Linked DNA regions of Mus musculus: all the other regions are linked to region 1. Evidence: chromatin contacts called from public HiChIP or PLAC-seq and promoter capture Hi-C data. All regions are on one chromosome and are shown on one strand. The core of a region is the stretch at or near the end of the contact, and the rest is flanking DNA. Distances in the headings are between cores, read along the strand shown.

Region 1 (6,085 bases), core at 1,721-4,220:
TTAAAGATTTATTTATTTATTATATGTAAGTACACTGTAGCTGTCTTCAGACACCAGAAGAGGGAGTCAGATCTCATTACAGATGGTTGTGAGCCACCATGTGGTTGCTGGGATTTGAACTCTGGACCTTCGGAAGAACAGTCGGGTGCTCTTACCCACTGAGCCATCTCACCAGCCCTGTACATTTTTTAAATTGGGATAAGACATCCAAGGACTCCCATGCATCTAAGAAAAGCCTCTGATGGGCAGAAAAGAAAGCTAACATATAGATTTTGGAAGCTGAGGAAAGAAGAAAACAACAGTTTTTAAATATTAACTTTAGGGCCAGTAAGACGGCTCTGTGGGTAAGGGTGCTTGCTACTAAGCCAGAAACCCTGAATTTGGTCCTTGGAACCTACATGATGGGAGGAGAAAACCACATCTGGCAAGCTCTCCACTGACCTCATGTACAAAATAAATGAATGTTACAAAAAGGTAATTAAAAGAATATCACTGATCTCTTCAGGAGGTAGGACAGTGGGGTTCTGAGATAAAAATGGGCAGTGATTGACAGCAAACGGCTGGGCAGAATTGAAACCCTCAGTGGAGTCCAGAAGAAACCACTGGGGGGAGGGGGAGGACTAAAGAAGGGAAACAGAAGAACTAAGCAAGAACAGAGAGCGAGAAGAGCAACACGGGAAGTCCAGGGCCTTGAGTGACAGGCATTCCAGAAAGAGAAGTGAGGAAACGAAAGACGAGAAACTGTTAAAAAAAAAAAAAAATTCAGGTCTGAAAAGTAACAATGAGGCCTTCCACACTGTCAGGGCTGTGGAAGCCAGGCATGATGGTGCATGTCTGTATCCCCAGCACTTGAGAAGTCAGGATCATGGGTTCAAAGCCAGCCTGGATTATACAGGAGACTCCAAAAATAAAGATTAAACAAAAATGGGAGCTGGAGAAATGGCTCAGCAGTTAGGAGTACTAGCTGCTCTTCCAGAGGAGCTGGGTTCAATTCTTACAACCATCTGTTTGTTTGTTTGTTTGTTTGTTTGTTTGTTTGTTTGTTTTGAGACAGGGTTTCTCTGTGTAGCCCTGGCTGTCCTGGAACTCACTCTGTAGACCAGGGTGATGTCGAACTCAGAAATTCACCTACCTCTGCCTCCCAAGTGCTGGGATTAAAGGTGTGCGCCACCACGCCCAGCTCTCACAACCATCTCTTAACTTTAGTTCTAGGATGTCCAAGGCCCTCTTCTGACCTCTGTGGGCACCAGGCACAGACATGGTACGCATACATATATGTGGTAAGATACCCACACGTGTAAAACAAAAAATAAAAAGGTCAGGTCCTTTGATTGCTGGCTCAGTGGACTAAGTTTAAACTCACATAGGAGGCTGTGCTTGTAAAATTTCAAATCTTTGCAGCCCAAATTTACATCCACAGGCTGTAGCAAGAAGGTAGTAGCAACAACAGTCGAGTGCGCCAGAGATGTATACAGTTGCATACTGATGTCATAACACACAGCATGAGGCCGCTGGACCACAACCCACTTCCAAGGATCTGAAGGACAGAGGGACTCTGGCAAGAGCTCTAGGAGGACTAGCCAACCTAGACAAAATGAGCCACTGAGAGGGAAGATGCTTCAGTTAGTTTTCTGTTTCTATCACTGAATGACATACTGGGCCATTTATATAGAGTACAAGTTACCGTCCTCAGGGTTGTAAAGTTCAAGGTCAGAAGCTGCATCTCACAAGAGCCTCCTTGCTGGTGGAGACTCTCTACAGAATCCAAGGGATGTAGGGCTTCATCTGACAAGAGGGGCCCTATCCGAGAACCTGCACTGGCTGGCTTTGATACCAGACCTACACTCAGGATAACCGATGGATCTATTCCTGAATGAATCGTGAATGGATAGGGGCCACACCGTGAATCCTTGGGACATAGTCACCTCAAGGTCCACCTGGTCCCACTTGGTTTCACCTCTTGATTCTTCACAACGGGGACTAAATTTCCACCATAGATCCCCTCCCCCAGCTCCCTCTCCCCCTTCCCGGTGACAGTCAATCCTTTGCAAATACACAATAGGACGTGAAACCTATCCAGGAGGCAGACAAGGGTACGCCAGAGGGGCGCAGAGAGACTGAAAAGCTGTAGGCACGTACAAGGCATGTAGAGCCGTTGCCGCAGGGATTGGCAAGGCTGCAGAGGTGTGCTGAGAGATGTCTCAATCAGACCGCCTTCGGCTGCTGTGCTGCTGGTTAAGAACAGGAAGCCCGGGACTGGGACGATACCTTAGTGGGTCGCATGCTCACCTTTACCTTGCAGACACCAGGATCTGAGTTTCATTTCCAGAACCTGTGTTAAAACCCTGGGTATAGTAGTACACAGTTATAATCCCAGGGCCCAGGAGGTTGAAACAGGCAGATTGGTGGGGCTCCTTGCCCAGCCAGCCTACTCTAATTGACTCACAGGAAGAGGTTGAGGGCTGCCAGCAAGTGGGTGTGGCCAGGCATAGCGCCTAGGGCCTTACTAACACAAGAGGCAGAAAGCGGTTAGTTTTGTTTTCCTTTATTTTGGGCAGTGCTGGGGATTGAAACTCAGGGGCCTTTGCGTGCACAGAAAGTACTCCACAATGGAACTATATCCCAAGTCCCTCATTAAAACAAACAAACAAATAAACAAACAAACAAAAAACACAAAATACGGATAAGATGATAGGTAGAATTCAGCCAGGCACAGTGGGGGGGGGGGGGGGAATATAATACGCAGCTCAGACTGACTGCGAGCTCACTGTCATCCTCCTGTCTCGGTGTGAAATACAAACATGTGCCACCTCTGTGGCATTCGTTGTCTGCCTGTCTGCGATGCATCTCTCCCCTCTGTGTCCAGGCCCACGATGAGGAGAGAAAAAAAGAGGGGTGCCTGGTTGAGGGCGGGCCTGGGAAGGCAGGGTGCCTCCGGGTGCGGCGCAGGGCGGGGCGGGGCGAGGCGGGGTCAGCGGCTACCAACCTCTGTGCGCAGTGTCCTTCACGGAACAACCAGCGACTGCGTGAGCGGGGCTGTGGGTACGTGAGACCCTGACGGCGGGGAGCCAAAAGGGAAACTGAGGCCAGGTCCAAGCGGGAGGGACTCCTCCCGAGGATGTGCTGCTGAGGCTGAGGGTGTTTGGCCTTTGGGGACAGCGGCCAATGTCCTGTGCCTACCTCGGTGAGGCAGGAGTTGGCTGCTGCAGCTGGAGGCAGCTGGGCGGGAAGAGGAGATAGCCTCTGGCTGCTGGGAATCCTGCTTCCCCTGCAGAGGAGTTCTGGGATCCGTGGGAAACCGAGACTATGCAAAGCCCAGGAGCCAGGATTTGAGCGGCAGCTGCCTAAGCCTGCTTTGAGATCAAAGCCTGCATGTGTGGTGTGGACGCTTCTCCTGCGTAGTGATTTGTGAACTTGGGTACTGCGTGTGTGTGCCTGGCCGTCTCAGGGCTGAGACCCGCCAGCGTCTAGAAACTCTTGATAGTGGTAGGTACCTGAGGGGTGAGGCCGACAGACAGCAGGCTTGCTTTTTAAGCTTTTCTCTGATCGGAGTTTTCGGCTTCTGTTTGTGTTCCCCTTGTTAGGGGGTTGTGCAAGCGGCGCCTTGAAAGCCAGTTTTGTTTGATAAAGTTGCCACTCCGCCACGCCATTTCCCCACACCCCAGACCTCATGGTGACCAGTTCCTGCCGGTCCTAACTGACCTGTTGCTGGCGCGATGATTACTTTCAGAATGAGAAAAGCTGGCAAAAGGTATAAGGAGGATTTGCAAGTTCGTTAAAAACAAAAAGTCCTAAAATTCCTCGGGACAGAAACGGCTTTGCTGGAAGGAAAGCTCAAGGATGGGAGGAGCTTCACGCAGTGGACGGAAGAGGGCGTGGCCGGCTCCCTTCTGTTTCTGGGTCATAGTCTCTAGGGAAGCCCCAGGGCAACAGGTACCCCAGGCCCATTGGCTCTGACCTAGCTTCACAGATAGCAGCCTAGGAGAAGGAGGGCTCAGGCATCCTTTCTGGCTGTCCTACTAAGAGGTGGGGCCCGAAGCTCTATGGAGTGATGGTGCTAAGTATGGAGAGGGCGATGCTGTTGGCCTGTGTCCATCAGACACTGAGAAGAGAGACAGCCTGTGGACCTGATCCTTGCCCAGGGCATTGTATCCCAAGGGAAGGTGACCGAGAGTGGCCGAGTGTCATTGTGGATGTAGAGATACCAACCTGGAATGTTCTACAGTTTCCCCATCAGTTTCTTTCTTTCTTTCTTTCTTTCTTTCCTTTCTTTCCTTCTTTTTTTTTTAAAGATTTATTTATTTATTATATGTAAGTACACTGTAGCTGTCTTCAAACACCAGAAGAGGGCATCCGATCTCATTACAGATGGTTGTGAGCCACTGTATGGTTGCTGGGATTTGAACTCAGGACATCTGGAAGAGCAGTCAGTGCTCTTAACCCCTGAGCCATCTCTCCAGCCCCATATCAGTTTCTTTACCTGGAAGGTGACACTAGCAATAAACCCTTTCTGGGGACTGTGGATCAAAGAGAGGTGGCTGACCCCTGCCCTGTGGCTGCTGTGGGGAGTACATGAAGGTTTGACTGAGTGAGTGAGTGCCTTTGAGTAAGGCTTGGCTCCTTTACTGAGGCCCTGGGGTGGTGACCATCGAGAAGGCCTACTACCATACTCTCCTCTGTCTAGTCCTTATTCTTCTGTCCAAGATGCTCTCTGGAAATGAAAAGGTAGCCATCTCCTCCTCCCCTAGAGGAAGCAGCTGAGTGGTCCCTGAACTGATAGTCACAACCCTGGGTGGAGTTTTCCAGGGAGGTCTTGGTGTTCTGTCCTTCCTTCCTGGAACACCCCAAGGACCCTGAGCAAGCTGGTGACAGGGTGAAGCTTAGGATGTTACATGTCTTCTAGAAGAGACCGAAATAAAGGGTGAGTGGGTGGCTTTGCCCCTCTGAGTATCTCCGTCCTGCACTCTATACTATCCTGGGATTCCACCCTGAGCTGATCTCCTGCCCAGCTCAGTCTAGCCGAGGGGTGACTCAGCTTTATGGGCCCCACCCCTGCCTGTCTACCACCCCTCTGTGTGGGTGACTCAGGAACTGGGCAGTCTCCAAGAAGTCCCTGGAAGGTCCCTGGCCCAACTTTCTCCTTCAGTTTCAAGTGGGGTGGTGACTGTCCTGTTTTGTGACTTTGGATGGAAATAGGGGGCCCTCCCTTTGATCCCCTTAGTGAAGCAGAGCATAAAGATAGTCTTGCCTTCCAGGGCGGCTAGAGGGTGGGAGTAGAAACCTGGGGTCCAGTGTCCTGTCCCTAGATCCTGTCCTTATGGTATGTCTTTGGGACAGCCACCACACTATAATGGGAGACTTGATGGACTCTGAAACATTGGTTGGTCCTGTTTAAGAACTTCCCAGACACAGAGAATGCCCCCCTTGCTCCCACCCCTGGCGCATAGCTGTCATGAGAGCACTTTCTCCTTCAAAGCCATGGCAAGAGGGAAGAGGTACTACTGTGGGGCGTAAGGCTGGCAAACCTCTAAGGCAGGGAGGGTTCCCAGGAAGGAAGCCAGCCACACACAGGCTCTGACCCGCTAGGGAGTGTTCAGGAAAGGCAGCTTCTGAGGGACCTAAGGGACTTGCTGGTCATGAGGAAGGGCAGGGCTGGGTTGGCACAAGAAACAAGTGCCCAGTAGGCATTGGTTTCTTTGTGGGAAATGCACACGTTTGGAACTTGGTGTCAATGGCTGGGGAGACAGCAACATCATTGACTTGTGTGATTGCTACTTTACGTTTGGGGACTTTCAGCTAAATTACTAAAACCTGTTGTCTGCAGTGGTGGTGCTTGCCCGGGAGGCTGAAGTAAGAGGACGACTATCAGTTTGAGGCTGGTCTGGGCTACATGGTGAATATCTTTGTGCCCCTATTAAGAGAGGAGAGCCAGGCAGTGGTGGCACATGCCTTTAATCCCAGCACTTGGGAGGCAGAGGCAGGTGGATTTCTGAGTTCAAGGCCAGCCTGGACTACAGAGTGAATTGAGAGAGAGAGAGAGAAGAGGCTGGCTAGAGAGAGATGGCTCAGCAGTTAAGAGCATTGA
Region 2 (6,085 bases), core at 2,522-5,021, 760 kb after region 1:
TCGGATCCTCTTTTTCTGTACACAATGCCCTTCCTTCCCATGGGGACTTCATGGACTGCGACTTTTAGACTGTCACAATCCCACGGTTCACGGATTGAGGTTCTACATCGGTCTCTCAGCTGCATCCACCCAGCAACCCTGACACAGGGACACCTATAGCACCATTGTACGTCTCCTTGGTGTGCTGGCCAGAGCTCAGCTGTGACGGTGTAAAGCCTGGACTGGTTCTTGCCATGTGTTAAATGTCCAGGTGCCCCCAAGAGCAGGCCCACCACAGTGTTGGATTAGCCCCACCCGTGGTATTTTGTGCAGAAGCCCCAGTTGAGCCAAGGCTGTGGACTAACCCACTCTTGGCTGTAAGTGATTCCCGGGGATTATGTCACCACATCCATGGGGCTTCACCCAAGATTCTTCTCTTTCATGGCTACTGGATTCTCATGCTTCTAAATCCCCCAAAGCAAGACCCCCCCGGCTCCCCCCTGTGTCTATTTCTAAAGACACACAGCCTGTAAGTGAGATTGACAGCATATTCTTTAAGGACCCAGTCCAGTCCTAGGAAGTCTGTAGTGGCCATGGAAGGCTGGGGGAGGGGGGGGGTGTCGCTCTGGGGAGAGGGCAGGCTGCAGGTGGCTCCTGTCAATGAATGGCACCAACTGCAGAGTCAGCTCCTAGACAGGAGCTGCCAGGGCCAGGAAGCCATGATGGCCACTGCTCCTGTTTGCCCTGCCCACCGGCTCTTTGTACCCATTCCTGTTCCCTGTCCTGACCCCTGTGAACCGCATTGCTGGGCTTTCTTGGGGGAGAGGCTGTTGGCAGGGGAAGTGTATGTGGTGGATGTTGGGGGCATGTTCCTCTTTCTGTGCCCTCTACCAATCACCATGGGTGGTCATTTTCCTAGCTCAGCCTTTCTCCAGCGATTGCCATTGGTCGCTTGCTTTCTGGGCTTCAGAGTCATCCCCCCCTCCCATCCCCCACCCCCCTCACCTCCCTACCCCCGCCCCCCAACTGCCAAACTGGATAGTGTCATCCCTTCTGGTGAGCCCATCTGTGCTGTGTTTCCTTCATGAAACCATGGCACACACTCCAGTTTCCATGCTAGAATGTGCTGACTGCAGGGTCAGCGGGCTCAGAAACCACCCAGGACATCAGACCTGAGTTCTGGACAGAGCTACTGTGCCGCCCAGCATCACACATCCCTAACCATGGCTGCCTTCTCACTTCCTAGGAGGGTCTGGACCAACTTTTATGTTCTCACACCTTTGGGGGCTGGCTCACCCACATCTTTGCCATCAGGGCCAGCTCTCATCAGTGTTACCCAGGTGAGGTGCAGAGCTAGTTCTCCCAACTGCAGCAGGTGCCAAGGGGCAAGGGAAGGAGGACATCACCCCTGCACCCACACCACTGTTGTGTTTTATAAAAGAGAAAAAGAAGCCAGGGTTATGTTTGGTGTGGGGGATGGAGGTGCCTCTGTGGGCCCATGCTGAGGCATCCTTTCCCCCTGACGTACCAGCCACATGATGGTATCGTATAGAATAGAGTTTATTCAGGGTATGGGGAGTGGAGTTGAGGGGTTAGTAGAGACAAAGAAAGGGAGAGAGAGAGAGAGAGGGAGGGAGAGAGAGAGAGAGAGAGAGAGAGAGAGAGAGAGAGAGAGAGAGAGAGAGACTGGCCATGAGCACATGGGGGAGAGGGGGAAGGGAATGGAATGGGGACAGAGGGGAAAGACGGTAAGAGAAGAGAGGGAGGAAGGAGGGTTTACCTTTTATAGTGACTCAGGCACACCTAGCTGATGCCAGGTAACTGTGGGGCAGAGCCTAGAAGGAATGCCAACCACCACTTCAAGGCAGATGAATGGCAGGGCCAGCTCTCCGGAGCTCTCACTCTCAGGGCTGGCCCACCTGTGCCCCCTCCATTGTGTTGGCTCCCGCTGAAGACTGGCCATGTGGATGGCCAGCCCCTGGGTGACATCGTCCATCCATACTTCGTGGCATGGTAGCAAGATGGTCTCTACAGTCTGCTTGTGCCATGTGCCCTGGAGCTGGTCTGTGGGCAGCATGGTTCTGCAGGTCTCTGTCTTCTCCCTCACACACTGGGCTCCACGGTGGTAGGCAGGCTCTGGGTGTCTATGGCCCACCCATGCTGTGGGGCAGAAGTCATGTCGGGGTGGAATGGTGGAATGCAGGTCTCTGTCTTCCTTCTCCCATGCTGTGCTGCCTGGATTTGGTTTGATTTGATTCGATTTGATTTGATTTGATTTGATTTATATGTCCTAGGCATAAAACAGCTGTGGTCACCAAGCCAGGTATCAAGCTAGGGTGCACTAAGGACTGCCATCTGCTCTGCCCCTGACTGATATAAGAACAGCACCAACAACAAGGTGTCTCTTTGCCCAATGCCAGGGGGATTTTCTTTTTCTTTTTTAAAGAGAGTGTCTCATGTACTCTTGAAGTCTAGGCCGGCCTTGAACTTCTGATCCTCCTGCCTCCAGCTTCTGAGAGCTGGATCACACATGTCCTCTCCCATGCCTAGTTTATGAGGTGCCGGGGATTGAACTCGGGGCTTCCTGCATGCTAGACAGACACTCTATCAATTGAGCTCTATTTCCAGCCTCCATCAGGCATTTTGTCATAGGACCAACACAGTCCTTTAAGCAATAACAGCCATCAAAATATGCTCATTGATCCCATTTTGTGCCTGGTGCTATTGTAGGCACTGACTTTTAGTAGTGAGTGGGAAAGATGGGTTCCAACCTGTAGAGCTCCTGGTTTGATGGTGAGACAGCTATCAGGCACCAGCCCATGTCATCAGCTGATCTAGCATGGCTGCACACCGGGTGTGATGGCGCACGCCTTTAATCCCAGCACTCGGGAGGCAGAGGCAGGCAGATTTCTGAGTTCGAGGCTAGCCTGGTCTACAAAGTGAGTTCCAGGACAGCCAGGGCTACACAGAGAAACCCTGTCTCGAAGAAAAGGAAAAAAAAGGATAGTTTTAGCATGGCTGCAAGCCCAAGACCATTGTAAAAGAAAAGGATGTTGTGGAAGACTTCCTATAGGAGGAGGTACCAAAGCTCATGCCAAGAAGGAGTTGTGAGCCATGTGAAGAGTTGAGCAGAGCTTACAAGACATGGGGACAGGCATTGTGACATCAAAGTAAAAGCCTGAGGCACTGGCAGAGAACAGGCAGGTGTTGTGCGGTTTATAGGGAGAGGATGGGAGGGCTGGGGAAGCTGGGGAAAGTAGCTTGTGGGTGCAGAGACTCGGGCTGAGACCTGGAGACTGGCTTTATTTAGGAGCCTTTGGCTGGGTGTAGTGGCTCCTGCCTGTAACTCAGATATGTAAGAGATGGAGGCAGGAGAATCAGGAGTTGAAGGACCACCTCAGCTTGGTGACTTTGAGGTCAGTCTGAGCTACATGAGACTGTCTTGAAGTTAGTCCATCAGCAAGTGAGAAAGCAAGCAAGCTTGGTTGGAGCAAGCAAGCTTGGTTGGAGGGCCGCTCAGAGGGAGGCAGAGGTGCAGGCTGGGCACCATGAGAAAAAGGCAGTGGAGAACACAGTTTGCTGTTGGGGTCCTATCCTTGCTGTTATGTTTCAGACAGTGATTGTCTGGATTGATGGAGAGGCGGGGGCAGGGAGGGAAGTATGAGAGACCCCGTGATGCCATGGAGTCTTGGAAGACTAGGGGCAGGGGTTCTGGCAGTCTTTCAGTGGATTTAGGGTACCTCGCTCATCAGCAACTTAGAGGAGGAAGCTGTCTGCAGCCACCGGGGTGGCAGAGGAAGTGAACAGAAGCCCTGCCTTCCACCTCCGGAACCTGTCTGCGTTGGGAACCTGGTCACCCTCTAAGCTAGTGGGCTCCATTTCCTGATTTGAAAAGAAGCAGCGGGTGAGTGCATCTAATCTTTGGCCTGTGGGGTCCCTGAGCTATTAGAATCTTCTACCTGTTCACATGTCCGGGTAGTGGACCTCAGAGAGGAAGGTGGAGAGGTTCCTTGAATAGAAACCCAGAGGCACATCTCAGCTGGGAGCTCACAGTCAGGGGGATCTGCCAAAGGGGAGCCCCACATCCAGCCACGTTGCTGAGGCCATTGCATCATTTTACTGAGGATCTGTGAGACCCGTCCCCACAGGAAAGCTCTGACTACCTCCCCCACAGCCAGATGAGCAGTTTTCAGACCAGAGCCACTCAGAGCTTTACCGCATGAGAGAAAGCCGAGTTCCCCACCATGAAGAAACTGCTGTTTGGGGCAGGGAAGGAACCCACCTGGGACCGGTCACCAGAGGCAGTTTCAGGTCTATGTGTACTTGGCTGGACACAGGGTCTAGCTTCTCCCTGTAGAGTTGCATCAGAGTCAAAGAGAGAGCGTGCTGGCCTATAGTCACCCAGTCTGAGTAGGAGGAGCTGGCTGGGGCCCAGGCTCCCCACCCCAGCCCAACTCTCTTTTCTCTTGCTCAGTTTGTGGGGTTTGGAACTCATTCCCAGGGGGCTCTGGCCTTTTGCTCCTGGCTTCAGGGTAGGACTCAGTTTCCCAAGGTTCCCAGGCTGTAGCCAGTTTGAGGATGGTGGCTCTCAGCACCGCCCCCCCCCCCCCCCCAGTGCCTCTTCTTCAGCACAACTCTCAGGTTCCTTGTTGTGAATTTCCTTCCAGTTTGACCCCAGACCTCCAGTATCCCAGTGAGCCTGGGAATCCCAGGCTCGTGCAGAGGCTGAACGAGGGACATAAGGGAAGAGTCAAAGGTGGCCATGCGGCAAATGAAACTTCCAGAGGGGAAGTGTGGGCGGAAGAACCAGAAGTAGGTTAGGGAACCAGAAGGGGGCCATTAGCTTCTGAATCTGATCCTTGCTGGGTACGGGCAGGCCTGACAGTGCTCATCACGAAGCTGGCTGTGGGGGATGGGAAGGTGGGGTGGGATGGGACTGCTGGTCTCAGTCTCAGGCCTGACACTGCGCATTGCATTGTGAGGCTGGGGCGGGGGCGGGGAAGACACGACACACTGCTGGTCTCAGGCCCATCACGAGGACGAGGAGGGACTGCTGGTCTTTCACAAGGAGCACGAGCTCTGGGCTTCGTGAGCAAAAGCCCTGACAGACCACACCCCAAGTCTGGGGGTGCGGAGCCAATTGGCGAAAGACTCATTCAAAACTGGAGGCTGGATGGGCCAGCCTCCCTCTGTGAGGCAAGCTAACATGGATTGGGGAACACGTCTGGGTGGCTTTGGCCTTCAGCCTGGTCCACCCCATCTACATCTGGGAGAGTCTGGTCTGTTTTTTACCTGTCTTGGATTCAGGGACCCTGAAGGGATGGATGGACGGCCACTTCACCCCACTGGTGGGTGCTTACCCTCATACAGATTAACCCAGAGCTCCCTTCCCACACTTGTCTGATGCTCTGTGGAAACTGGGGTGCTGACCTGGATGTAGAGAGAGGGTTGAGGTTCCTGGCCAGGCTTCCATGTGCCTGGCTGGCAGGGAACTTGCTTGCTTCCCAAGCTTTTGCCCAGGCTGTGCCCTCAGCCTGTGCGTTTTTAACCTTCCTTGTCGTGAGAAAATATCTTGACAAAAGGAACTTAAGAAAGGGAGGTTTTCTTTAGCTTCCACTTTGAAAGCACAGCCCCTTCAGAGGGAGCAGGAGGCCACTGGCCAAGCTGCATCGGAAAGAGGAGAGACAAATGAGGTTTCTCAGTTTGTTCTCTTCAGTTTCATTCAGCCCAAGATCAGCCCATGGGACAGCACTTTCCTTCTTACACTGAGGGAATCTAGGCATGCCCAGAGCTTTGCCTATCAGGTGAGTCTAGATCCTGCCAAGGCAAAAATCAGGATAAATCACCACAGCCAGCCTGGTAACTTGTCTGCCCCTGCAAGGTTTGGTTGACTTCAGGTGTCTCACACCAGGCTTCATTCCTCACACTTGGCCCTCAGTGTCTTGCCCACTCAGTGTCGGACTCCCGTCCTCCATCCATCTCTCCCAGTCTGAATGAAAGAATGAACACATGGTGAGCCTTGGCCTTAGAGACAGTAATGCACTCTCCTGTCTCTTCCAGGGAAGGCAAGGAAGAAGATGGAGTTAGAGTTCCTCTATGACCTGTT
Region 3 (6,085 bases), core at 2,458-4,957, 600 kb after region 1:
CTCTTATTTTAAAGAGATGTGCTTTGTTTGTTTGTTTGTTTTTGTTTCTGTGCATGTGTGAGTCTGAATGAGTATATACATACCAAGTGCATAAAAGGGCCCTGGGAAGCCAGAAGAGGGCATTGGATTCCCTAGAACTGGAATGAGAAATGGCTATGAGCTGTTATGCGGGGTCTGGGAATTGAGCCCCTGACCCCTGCAGGCTGTAAGGGTCTTAACAGCTGAACCATCTCTGGAGCTCCCAAATAGTTTCAAACCTAAATGACTTGACCTAACTAAATATTAAAACCTTATTTTGTCTATCAAAATAAAAATATTTTCAAATATATGATGTCTTCTGTTTCCTAGGCATCCAGTTGTTACAGCAAAGGCATAATAGCTTCTATCGGTACCACATAGACTCAAGGCATTGTGAACTGCTGCAGAGAGGAGAAAGACCCAGCTTTCAGGCCCAGTTTCACTCAATCCCACAGTGTATTTTGAGGTAAATACCAGAGTTGTGGAGAAATGGATGCTTTTTCTCTTGGGAAAGAATGGGGCGTTATTCAAGCTTGGACAGCCTCCCTGCTATCATGGAGATCTGACATCCCATCCTGCAGACCTGCAGAGAAATGTGTGTGGGGGGGGGGGGGACACAGCCGCCACAGGTCTTGTTTGAAGGGGCACAAAATACATCCAGACCCCAAATTCTCAGTACAGAGAAGATTTACTACTCCAGAGGGACAAGCAGGTTAGATGGGGTGAGGGGTAGGGGCTGCCTGTGGGTCTGACAAAGACAGCAGCAGGAATTTCTTCAGGAGGGTTTTTTAAGGAGAAACGGGGGAAGCCTGTGTTCGGATGACTTGGTGATGATTGGACATGTTAGCCGGTGTAGCCATATAATGAATTTTGATAGCTGGACCTTGGAGTTTCAGGCATAAGGAGGTGGCCAAAATAAGAGAACAGCCCTTGGTGGCTTAGCTTTAGAAACATGACCTGTTTAGAGAGGGAGAGAGGGAGAGGGAAAGGAATAAATCTATCAGCATCATGTTTGCGATGCTTGGTTCTGTTACAGAGCCCTTCACTCTTACCATGGGCAGAGCTGTCACATGCTCTTGTGTGAACCGATGGTGACAAATGGGGAAACTCATTCAGCACAGGAGATGTCACCAGCCTACCACACTGCCAACAGAATAGTGGGTCGTGGTTATCCAAGGGCCAGGTGAGGAGTTTGGTTGTTAGGCAGACACAGCCCTGGGATGAGGGAGAGGGAAGGGCTCCTAGCACCGTGCTGACTGTGATTCATGCTTAGCCTCACCTGAACCTCATGCTTCTGGTTCGGAAGACTGCTTCCGGGTCTCTCTCAGCACACGAGGATAGGCAAGAAGACAATGTGTGGCCAGTGGGCCCTTATATTTTTCTAAAATTCAGACAGGAGACCAAGAGAGGAATATGGACAAACAGACACATGAGCCATGAGAAAGGATGTAAAGCCATCTTTTCCCCCCTAGATTCAACCCTGTCACAGTTTTCACCCTCCATAATGGAAATGGGGATTCTGTTCTCTGGATATTGAAGTACCAAGGACCATTCTTGCCATGCAGAAGATTCCAGCCTGTGTTGTTCCTTTGAGACATGACTGGATGGGGTAGCTTTTGAATCCTACGCAACATTCATGCAGAAGGAATCACACATTTCACATTACTGAACACATGTGTTGTGTAGCCCTGGTCATCCTGGAACTCACTCTGTAGACCAGGCTAACCTCGAATTTGGAGCTCCACCTGCCTCTGCTTCCCAAGTGCTGGGATTGAAGGTGTGTGCACACTGCCTATCTCAAGAAAGTTTTTTTTTTTTTAAAGAAATTTGTTCTAGCTGGGCGTGGTGGCGCACGCCTTTAATCCCAGCACTCGGGAGGCAGAGGCAGGCGGATTTCTGAGTTCGAGGCCAGCCTGGTCTACAAAGTGAGTGCCAGGACAGCCAGGGCTACACAGAGAAACCCTGTCTCTAAAAACCAAAAAAAAAAAAAGAAATTTGTTCTGTGGGGTGAGGGATTTTGTAACTTTTCTTTTGTTCTTTTTTCTTCTGCCTGAAACAATAGCAAACCATTCTACTAGAGGCCTGGAGAGATGGTTCAGTGGTTCATATGTTGCTTCTCCATAGGACCTGGGTTAGGTTCCCAGCACCCATAGAGTGATTAACAACTGTCTGTGACTCCAATTCCAGGGATGCCCCAGCTGGTAGGACCCAAGTGTGTGTGTGTGTGGGGGGGGGGCATTCCAAACCAGAGTGCCGGAGTGGGCTGGGAAGAAGATGCTCAAGAGTCCAATACTCTCTCCTAGATTTCATGGGTACTAAACCTGAATGTGGTACACAGCTATGCATGCAGCCAAAACACCCATACACATAAGAATATTAAAAATAAATTTTAACTAAAATATTCTATTAAAGAGTAGTGTACAGGGGCTGGTGAGATGGCTCAGTGGGTAAGAGCACCGACTGCTCTTCCGAAGGTCCGAAGTTCAAATCCCAGCAACCACATGGTGGCTCACAACCACCCGTAATGAGATCTGATGCCCTCTTCTGGTGCGTCTGAAAGACAGCTACAATGTACTTATATATAATAAATAAATAAATAAATCTAAAAAAAAAAAAAAAGAAAAAAAAGAGTAGTGTACAAATTGTATTGCTATACTTGGTCAAAGATACTTTGTAGTCAGAAGAGGCACAGACAGGACCACAAACCATCTAGCTCCCAGCTTTCCTTACTCCTGCCTTCATTGGCACCGGCCAATCACATATTTTATTTATAAGTGACACTTGTACATGGAAACTTCAGGTCCTCCCTGCCTGGTGTTGTCTTCCTGTAGTCTTAGTTACTTAGGAGGCTGTGGCAAAGGGGCCAGAGGCTGAAGTCCAGGCTGAGTCACTGAAGGAGGCAGCTGGTTAAAAGAAAAAGGAACCCAGGGCAGCTCAGTGGTAGAGCCTTTGCCTAGCATGCAGGAGGGCCGAGGTTCAGTTCTTAGTACTGTAAAATTAAACAAGGCGCTGAAAGGATGGTTCAGCGGTAGAGGCCACAACTACTCTTACAGAGCACCAGAGTGGAGTCCAAGAATCCACGCGATGGCTCACAATCCTCTGCAACTCCAGTTCTAGGAGGTTTAACGTCCTCTTATGGCCTCCTTGGTCACTGCACACCCATGGTGCATAGACATACATGCAGACAAAATACTCATAAACATGGGGGCGGGGAGCCTAAGTATCTTTTTAAGAGGAAGGAAGGAAGGAAGGAAGGAAGGAAGGAAGGAAGGAAGGGAGGGAGGGAGGGAAGGAGGGAGGGAGGAAGGAAGGGAGGAAGAAAACCTCTCTCCATGAATTAAAAACGAACAGAAAGCAAAATAAATAACTGCAAAAACAGACACCCTACATGAAAATAAAGGAAAGACAGCATGTGGATGGTAGCATCTCTCGTGTAATAAAGAAAAGGAGAGAGTGCCACCGGCGTGCCATCCAGAACCTGAAAGAAAAGGGTATTCAAAGAGCCATTCTGCCCAGCAAGCATCCAAGCCTAGGATTTGGGAAAGCCCACGCGGGAGGGACATGGGGCGGGGCATGAGTCCAGTACGCCCATTGGGCCTCCCACTGGCTTATTTGCATGGTCCTAGTGGGGCGGGGCCTCAGCTGACGTCACCCGAAGACAGCTTAGGCGGCTGCGGCTCTTTAAGCTCAGAGCAGCAACACCGGGAGCAGAGCTGAACTGCAGCGCCGCCCGGAGCTTCAAGCACCATGTATGACCCAGAGCGCCGCTGGAGCCTGTCGTTTGCAGGCTGCGGCTTCCTGGGCTTCTACCACGTCGGGGCTACGCTATGTCTGAGCGAGCGCGCCCCGCACCTCCTCCGCGATGCGCGCACTTTCTTTGGCTGCTCGGCCGGTGCACTGCACGCGGTCACCTTCGTGTGCAGTCTCCCTCTCGGTGCGTCCACGGCCACTACCCAGGCCCCGCGTGCGGGGAGGGGTTGCTACACCTGGGGAATCGGTAACACTTTCCGGGGTGCCCGAAGAAACCTGTCCGGAGAGCTCTCATCCTTCCCGGTGCCGTTGAGCACTCAGCTGGAGACCCTGGGCCTGTCACCTGGCGTGGGATTTCCCGGGGCCGGCTGGAGCAGACGCGCTCCGAGCATCTTCTTCCTGACCCGCTCTGGCGCCCTGGTCCTGTCAGCTGGGTCATCCCTGAGCAGCAGGGAACGACGCAGGTTTGCCGGGTCCTCTGGTCCCTGAGCCGCAGAAGGTTTGTCCTGTGTGGCTCTGGCTAGTGTCCCATGGCTGGTGCCGCCAGGAAGGGCAGAAGGCACCCAGACTAGAACACCCTTAGTGGCAGTCCAATGCTCCGGTTGCCTTTAGAGGTGGCTGGTGGGGGCGGGGTACGTGGATTAGAGAAATATTTGGAACACTCCCTAGAAGCTGGAATGGGTTCCCAGACAGATCCAGTTCCACTCTCTCCTGTCTTCACTAGCCTAGATAAGCGGCCCTTCCCAGATCGATGTCACTGACATTCAGGGCATTTGAATCTTGGCCTAATTAAACATTTGCCCATGCACCCATGAGCGAGAGGAGGCGAGTACTCTCCTCTCCCCCACTAAACTACTAGGATGTGATGCCTTCTCTTCCCAGTGTCATAGCCGGATGCTTTTGGGGTTGTGGGCAGGGCTTGGCTAAGTGCCCACGGGGGGGGGGGCGGACTGCTGACACCCAAAGGTCCCCAGGCTGCATGACAATGTCCCACATCAACCCTCTTTGATCTGGGGCCTCTTTAACACTTTACTCTTTGCTCTCTGCTGGCCACAGCCAGCAGGGAGAGACTTTGGCAGGCAGGGGAAAGCCCCTGCTGATGAGCGGAGCTCTGCCATTGGATGGGATCGGTGAGCAGACCCTGAGCCGATGAGAATCAGGGATTAGAAGACAAGCAAATCTGGCTGTGTGCCTGCTTGTCTGGGTTTCCCAGTGAGGAGGGAGCCAGGAGTAAAGGGCAGTGAGAGTGGCCTCTGGAAAGACTAGATTAGTCCAGTGGCCATTGCACACCCTGGGCTTCGGCACTAAAGGCAGTTAGTTCTTAAATGGAGGGCTCTGAGCCCAATAGCGATGGATGATTATTGGGACATGGTTTAAATGCATTGACTCCAGGAATCTTAAGTACACCCACTTTCATATAGAGCAATGGTTCTCTCAACCTGTGGGTCACAGCCTCTCTGGGGGTCTAATGACCCTTTCACAGGAGTCATCAAAGACCATTGGGAAACAGATACTTATGATTCATAACAGCAAAATTACATTATGAAGTATCATCGAAAATAATTGTATATTTGGGGGGGCAACCACAACATGAGGGACTGTATTAAAGAGTTCCAGCACTGGGAAGATTGAGAACCAATGATAAAGTGGGGTGTTTGTAACTGCTCAGAAGACAGGGACAGCCTGGGGCTATCCTGTCAGGTCACAGAGAGGGCACAAAATTACAGATTATCTCTGGTGGGAGCTGCTAAGGTGCATTGCCCAGGGCTTGGAACGGGCACAGGTGTTTGGGGCATCTGAGCATTTGGCTGGACTTGACAGAGGAGGTAGGTGCAATTGGCTACCAGTGTGTGAGTTCACCCTCAAGCCAGGCTCAGCAGGCTGGCTTGGGGTAGGGTTTGCTGGGAGTGAGAGTTAGAGTTGGATCAGAAAAGGCTGGGATATGCCTGGCCTCATGGAACCAGGATTCATGTTGTCATAAGTGCTAGGGCAGAGTGGATTAGTCAAAGAGGGCTGGTCTGGAGAGTGAGGGCAGATGGACTGTGAATACTACTGTGTACCTACTGTGCGATCTGGGAAGTCTTGGCTTAGAGGTTTACACGGAGCCTAGCCGCTTACACAGTCTTTTCTGGACTGAGCATTTTATAGACCTTATTTTACACAATCCTTTCTGCCTCCAGAAGTGAATCCATTTTTACTCTCCTTGAAAAAAGGCAGTCGCTGGGCGTGGTGGCGCACACCTTTAATCCCAGCACTCGGGAGGCAGAGGCAGGCGGATTTCTGAGTTCAAGGCCAGCCTGGTCTACAAAGTGAGTTC
Region 4 (6,085 bases), core at 2,482-4,981, 540 kb after region 1:
TATCCTGACTTCTCTCAATGATAGACTGGGACCAGAAATCATAAGCTGAATAAACCCTTTCCCCCTCCTAGTTGCTTTGCTCAAAGGAGTATTTTATCAAGACAAGAGAAAGCTCACCCGGATACCCAGCCTGATCCTCCATTGATTCTGGGAGCTAAGGAAAGACATCACTCCTCTGGGCCTCAGTTTCCCCACAGTGCCAACCTCCAGGGCCTGCAGCTCTCTTGAGTGGACACTCACTCAGGTGGAGGATATCACTGCTGCCCACTGGTGCAGATAGCACCTTGCAGCCTATTAGCTGAGTACAGAACCCCATGTGGTGACACATGCACCCCTAAAAGAGCATGCACTAGAAAACACTGGGCAGATGCTCCTGGAGGAAGAACTAAGGACAAGTGGGGACACCAAGGGACCTCATGAGGGCACAGAGGACACCTGGGTGCAACTCAGCTACTCAGCCGTAACAATTCTGCTGTCACTCTGGTAGAACCATCTGACCTGCTGTGGCCAACACAGTCTTCTGGCTATTCTCTATACGTCTACCACTGTGACGGCCTTCCCAGGCTGGGCTGTTCATCCCAAAGCCAGGAGATGGGAGTAGGTGGGGACAGGCTTGGCTATACGTGTCTGGAGCAAGCCTGAACAACTTGCAGACACACGAGCTGGCTCCAAGTCCAGTTTAGACAGACTGGAAGCTGTCCTCTAACTAGGATCAAACCTAGGTCCTCACAACCTGCCTTCTTCCAGTAGACAATGCCTTTCAGCCACTAGGGGTCCCTGACACTGAGGTGAGTGGCTCCTTGATGCATGGAGGTGCCTGGCCTTAGCCCTGAGCCAGCCCTTCCCTTAAGGAGGCTTGTGTTAAAATAACAGCAACACACACACACACACACCAACCCCTGAGCACTGGGACAGGATTGGGGAATTGCCAGTGACTGCCACCTCTCTCCCAAGGCAAAGAACCTGAGATATGTCCACCCTGTCTCTCCAAGGGCCCTGCAGACTGGGCAGAAGGCTACAGAGGCTGTCTTTCTCTGGTCTTGTTCCTCTCCTCTCCCAACTGAGACCACTCCCCTGCCTGATCAGTGCTGGGCTCAATCCTGCTGTCAGGCCCAGACTCAACCCTGGAGGTCAGTGGATCCAGGAAATGCCAGGAGAGCTAGGGGCAGCCAGGCTCAAACCTGACAGTGGCTTCTCTCTGGGAGGTAAGGTGAGTGGCCCCAGTACCCTGCTGGGCACAGCATTTGGCACCTGCAGCAGCAATGTTGGTGCCAAGGCAACTGACCCCAGAGTGACCCAGAGGCTGGTCACCTGACTTCTGAAAAGAAAGCTTTCCTCCCAGCAGAGCCCAGGGAACCTGCCACACAGGTGACTACTCAAGCCACAGCCCCCACCTGTGCTGTGGGACTCCCAGTCGAGCCTACTCAAACGTCATGGGTGAGGTTGAGGAGCTGAGCCAGCACAGAGCCTGGAGGTGGCTCCTTGGTTCTTCCTAACGCAACTGTGCTCTAGCACAGTGGCCTTGAGGAGGGAGGGACAGGGAGTGGCAGGGGCATCCATCAAGAAACACCAGGACATAGACTGTCCCATTCAGGAAGGCGGCTCCCAGGATGTGATGGGGAGGGCAGAGTTGGGATCCCTGAAGCACCCCTGGGGTCTTGTTGCTAGGGAAGGGGTTGATGCTTTTACACCAACTCTGGCCCATTCTTCTCTCTGCACTTGGTACATGCTACACCCAGGACACGTCTGCTACCCAGAAAACCAGCATCCAGCCAAGGGTGGAGGGTGAAGGGCTCCTGTAATGCCAACATTTGAGAGGCTGAGACAAGAGGATCGCGAGTTCAAGGTTAGCCTCAGCTATACAGCAAGTTCAATACCAGCCTGTGCTACCTGAGACCCTGTCTGGAGCAACAAAAAAACTGTCATCCTGTGGGGTGACTGTGATAGTATACCCCAACAATCCCAGAACTGGGAAGGCTGAAGCAGGAAGACTGGAAATTCAAGGCCAGCCTGGGGTACACAGAGACTCTGTTTCAAATATTTATGCACGTATGCATGCACGCACGCACGTACGCACGCACGTACGCACGACGCATGCACACATAGATGTTTCCCATCCAACTCCTCTCTGCAGTGTCCAGGGAGCTCCCCAGAAGCCACCAGGCTCCTGCACAGGGTTTGTCTAACACTCGCCAGCCCTCCCAGTTCACAGCTGGGCCTCTAGCCTGGCTACTCCCTCAGGTATCCCGGGTCAAAGGCCCTCCCCAGCTCCTTCCTCAGTAACCCAGGCTCTGGCCCTTTCCTCCAGGAACTCCATTACAATCCCAGCCACACCCCCTGGTCCTAAGGGCTCTGAAAACCAAGTCTCCCACAATTCCAGGGTCTAGGGAGGGAACTAGAATCTTCTTTTACCCACGGGCACATTCATACCCTTTGTAGCGAGGACACAGCCATGATGCCTCCTTAAGTACCACCCTGAGGCTGGGCACCCAGCTGAGAGGCAGGGCATACATGAGCCATAGGGCCACAAGGCCCTGGGTTCATCCCAGGCACTAAACCAAAAAAGACAACACCAGGTACAGCCACTAACCCAGATGTGGAGCACCCAGCGGAATGACCAGCACATAGAGAGTTCTCCAAAAGGCAACCCTAGCTAAAGCCAGCAGGGACCCAGGGGTGGGACTGTGGGGTGGTTGCAGCCTCACTCAGCCTGGCTTGTCTCCTGACATGCCTTTTCAGGACAGCCCAGCTGGCTGTATGCCCAGTGGTGGGTCAGTGCCTACACCTGGACTTGACCCCAGGGCCTTTGCACCCCAACTCCTCCCCTGAGAGCGCCCACCACTCTCTGTGAGGATGATGGGCAGCTGCCCAGGAAACCCGGACTCCACCCCGGGAGATGCCCTGCTTATATTTTCTCCTGTAACCGCCTGCTTGGATACCTCGGGGTGATGGACACCTTCTCAACTACCTGAGCCTGCAGGACAATGGTCACAAGGACGCCCTACAGGGACAGGAGAACCGGCTGAGCTTGTCCTACAGACCCCAGAAAAGGCACCACACAGCCATCTCTACACCAGGCCTGGAGAACTGAGTGGCTCAGATCTCAGCCCAGCTGTGTGACCTTGGACAAGCCTCCTCCCCTCTCTGATCCTCTGCCTAGAAGCTCTACCTTACACGGCTGCTGGGGACCCAGGTGCCCAGGTCCCGCCTGGTGACAGTCGGCCTGTAAACAGCATACAGGGGCAGCGGAGGGCGGTCCCATCCCCCACAGAGCCCACACTGGAGGCGCGCCCACTGCCCTCATCACACGGGGAGCCGGACAGGACTAGGGCACAGAGAGGCTGAGCGACCTGCCCAAGGTCACACAGCCGCGCGAGCGACCGGTACGGCGTGGGGTTCCCGGCTCACCTGACTTGGGGTAGGTGACGATCCACACGTCGCTGGGCCGCACGGGGAAGTCGGCGATATCCTCCATCTTCCCGCGGCAGAAGGGCGGCAGCCGCACGCCATGGAACTCGAAGTACTTGCTCTCGAACTCGCCCGGGGTGCCCGGGGTCTCCGCTTCGCTCTCCGCCATGCCGCCGCCCGGCCCGGCCCGCAGCTCCAGGGCGTGACGTCACGGCGCCGGCGCGGGGCTCCGCGGGCATGACGTCATGGCCGCACCCACGCACGCCGCGCCCCTGACGTCGGTTGCCGAGGCCCCGCGCCTGCCGCAAAGGTGCGTCGGGTCCGTATCACTGCCTGTCAGTCATGCGTGGCAGGTCAGGGTCCCCACACCCTAGAGCAAAAAAGGAGGCGTCTGCGCAGACCCAGGGCGAGCCTCGGGGTCCGGGAAGCCGCACCTCCAGAAGCTTCTGATGCCAGAGATGGAAGAGCCCGCATCAGAGCGCGGCTGACAAAGGCAGCGTTTAGAGAGCCTGCAATCAAGTGCCAGAGAGAACTCCCCCCAGGAAGAACCCCGGCAGAGAGGCCCCAAGAAAAGAAACCCAAGACAGAAAACCTCCAGGCAGAGAGGACTCCCACCCCCACCCCACAAGCAGAGAAGACCATCAGCAGAGGATTCCCCTTGCAGATAGAAACCCCAGAGTGGGCCCTTCCAGGCAGAGACCAGACGCTTGGCAGAGAAATCTCCAGGCTGAGAAGAGGCCCCCTCCCCGAGGACACCCCAAACAGAGGCGATCCCCCCTCCTCCAGAGAGGAAACTCCCATGCCGAGAAGACCCTCGGCAGAGAGGAACCCAAGAGTGGACATCCCCGCCCCCAGGCAAAAAGGACCTCAGGTAGAGGGGACCCCAGCAGAGATGCGCCCTCAGGAAATCCCCCAGAGAGGACCCTCCAGGTGGCGCCCGCCACCTGTCCAGGTCCCATCCTTGACAATGGGAATCCTATTTCCAGGAGCCACATCTGGGGAAAGCAGCTAACAAGAACCCAAGGGTCTGGGAAACCCCTTAGGAGTAGAGCTCCTCCCTCTCGGGAAGCCCTGGGGTCAGTTCCCCAGCACTGGAGAAAAGGGAAACAGACAAACAAAAGTTGGGCTTGCGGCACACTTGTGATCCCAGCAACTGGAGAGTGGAGACAAGAAGATCAAGAGTTCAAGGCCAGCCTCGGCTACATCGTGCATTTGACGCTAGCTTAGGATACATGAGAGCCTAAGAAAGGGGCAGAGAAAACTGTCTCCTTTTTCTCTCTAGCACGGGAGATGCACAGACCTGTCTGGATACAGAGAGTAGGTATGGGACCTTCTGGTTTTCCACACTGAAGGGCATCTTGGGGGAGCAGTTGGGGTGACACAAAGGGGCTCTGGGCCCCAGTAACATTGTTTCAGGTGCGATCCCTGAGAAGTGAAGAGTAAGAGGCAAGGAAGAGCCCCTCTGAGTAAGAAGAGAACATATAGACCGGAATTCATGGTGCTAAGAATGCATCCTGGAGCTGACAAGATGGTTCAGTGGGTAAAGCGCTTGCTGCCAAGCCTGACAACCTCAGCTTCACTCCTGGAACCCACATAGTGAAAGGGGAATACTCCCACAAACTTACCTTTGACCTTCACATACACATCAACTTGCATACTAACGACACACGAAATAAATGTAAAATGTGTTGCTTTTTTTTCTTTTTTTTTCCTTTTTTCTTTTCTTTTTTTTTCTTTTCTTTTATTTTTTTTTTTATTTTTTTTGTAATTTTAAAGAAAGCGTCTTGGCTGTGTCAGTCACGGCTTCACTCGGTTTCAACGCAGTGGACAAATGCTGGAGGCATCTGAGGTGTTAGCAGTGTCCGCACTGAGCAGAATCCTGCCACAGAGGGGTGGAGAATGTATTTCTCATGCGTGATGAATGCCCTAGTCTGCTCCCGTTTGTTTATTTATTTATTTACTTACTTACCTGTATGGGTGTTTTGCCTGGACATATTCTGTGCACCTGGTATCCAGGAGGAAAGAGGATACACTCTGGAGCTGGAGTTACAGACAGTCAGGAACCCCTATGTGGATGCTCGAAGCCACACCCAGGTCCTCTGGAAGAGCAGCCAGTGTTCTTAATCACTGAGCCATTGCTCCGGCTCCCTGATTTGCCTTTTTATTACCGTGTTGAATGCCTGACCCAAATCAGCATGGGCAGGAAAGGGTTTATTTCAGCTCACAGGTCCCAGACCATCATTGGAGAAAAGTCAGGATAGAAACTCAAAGGGGAAACCTGGAGGCAGGAGCTGAAGCAGAGGCCATGGAGGAGCGCTGCTTACTGGCTTGCTCCCGATGGCTTGCTCAGCCTGCTTTCTCTTTTTTCTTTTTGTTTGTTTGTTTGTGTTTTTTGTTTTGTTTGTTTTTCGAGAAGGGTTTCCCTGTATAGCTCTGGCTGGCATGGAACTCACTCTGTAGACCAGGCTGGCCTCGAACTCAGAAATACACCTGCCTCTGCCTCCCAAGTGCTGGGATTAAAGGCGTGCGCCACCACTCCTGGCCTGCTTTCTTATAGAAGCCAGGACTACATGCCCAGGAGTAGCACCACCTATAATAGGCAGGGCAGGGTCCCATCAACTATTAATCAAGAAAATGCCCCACAGCCTTGTGTTCAGGTCAATAGGATTGGAGGCAT

Evidence for each region. Promoter capture Hi-C pulls out the DNA fragments that hold promoters and counts their contacts. HiChIP or PLAC-seq counts read pairs in DNA pulled down with a chosen protein or histone mark.
Region 2: a contact with region 1 is called in a promoter capture Hi-C map of embryonic stem cells, with 3 times the contacts expected there. The contact joins the promoter of Parvg here to the promoter of Tspo in region 1.
Region 3: a FOXA1 HiChIP or PLAC-seq map of pancreatic cancer cells shows a contact between it and region 1. The contact joins the promoter of Pnpla3 here to the promoter of Tspo in region 1. A contact is called at or near these places in 1 of 39 promoter capture datasets (hippocampal neurons) and 1 of 115 datasets of contacts at active chromatin or transcription factors (pancreatic cancer cells).
Region 4: a promoter capture Hi-C map of embryonic stem cells shows a contact between it and region 1, with 3 times the contacts expected there. The contact joins the promoter of Sult4a1 here to the promoter of Tspo in region 1. A contact is called at or near these places in 2 of 39 promoter capture datasets (embryonic stem cells and hippocampal neurons) and 1 of 115 datasets of contacts at active chromatin or transcription factors (craniofacial prominence).

The regions. Positions count from the first base shown.
Region 1 is chr15:83,560,603-83,566,687 of GRCm38.p6, forward strand. Tspo (translocator protein) reads left to right here and starts at 2,971. Exons shown (of 4, transcript NM_009775.4): 1 at 2,971-3,042.
Region 2 is chr15:84,320,949-84,327,033 of GRCm38.p6, forward strand. It overlaps Parvg (parvin, gamma), which reads left to right and starts at 3,772. Exons shown (of 13, transcript NM_022321.4): 1 at 3,772-3,883; 2 at 6,040-6,085. The coding sequence starts at 6,057. Gm22890 (a small nucleolar RNA gene) reads right to left here and starts at 2,404; the gene lies at 2,261-2,404.
Region 3 is chr15:84,164,109-84,170,193 of GRCm38.p6, forward strand. Pnpla3 (patatin-like phospholipase domain containing 3) reads left to right here and starts at 3,708. Exons shown (of 8, transcript NM_054088.3): 1 at 3,708-3,952. The coding sequence starts at 3,766. Mir6392 (microRNA 6392) reads left to right here and starts at 4,162; the gene lies at 4,162-4,269. It overlaps Gm33530 (a long non-coding RNA gene), which reads right to left and starts at 1,722. Exons shown (of 3, transcript XR_384288.2): 1 at 1,298-1,722; 2 at 1,071-1,161; 3 at 751-975.
Region 4 is chr15:84,102,023-84,108,107 of GRCm38.p6, forward strand. Sult4a1 (sulfotransferase family 4A, member 1) reads right to left here and starts at 3,732. Exons shown (of 7, transcript NM_013873.3): 1 at 3,409-3,732. The coding sequence starts at 3,577. Gm46526 (a long non-coding RNA gene) reads left to right here and starts at 2,819. Exons shown (of 2, transcript XR_001781726.2): 1 at 2,819-4,729.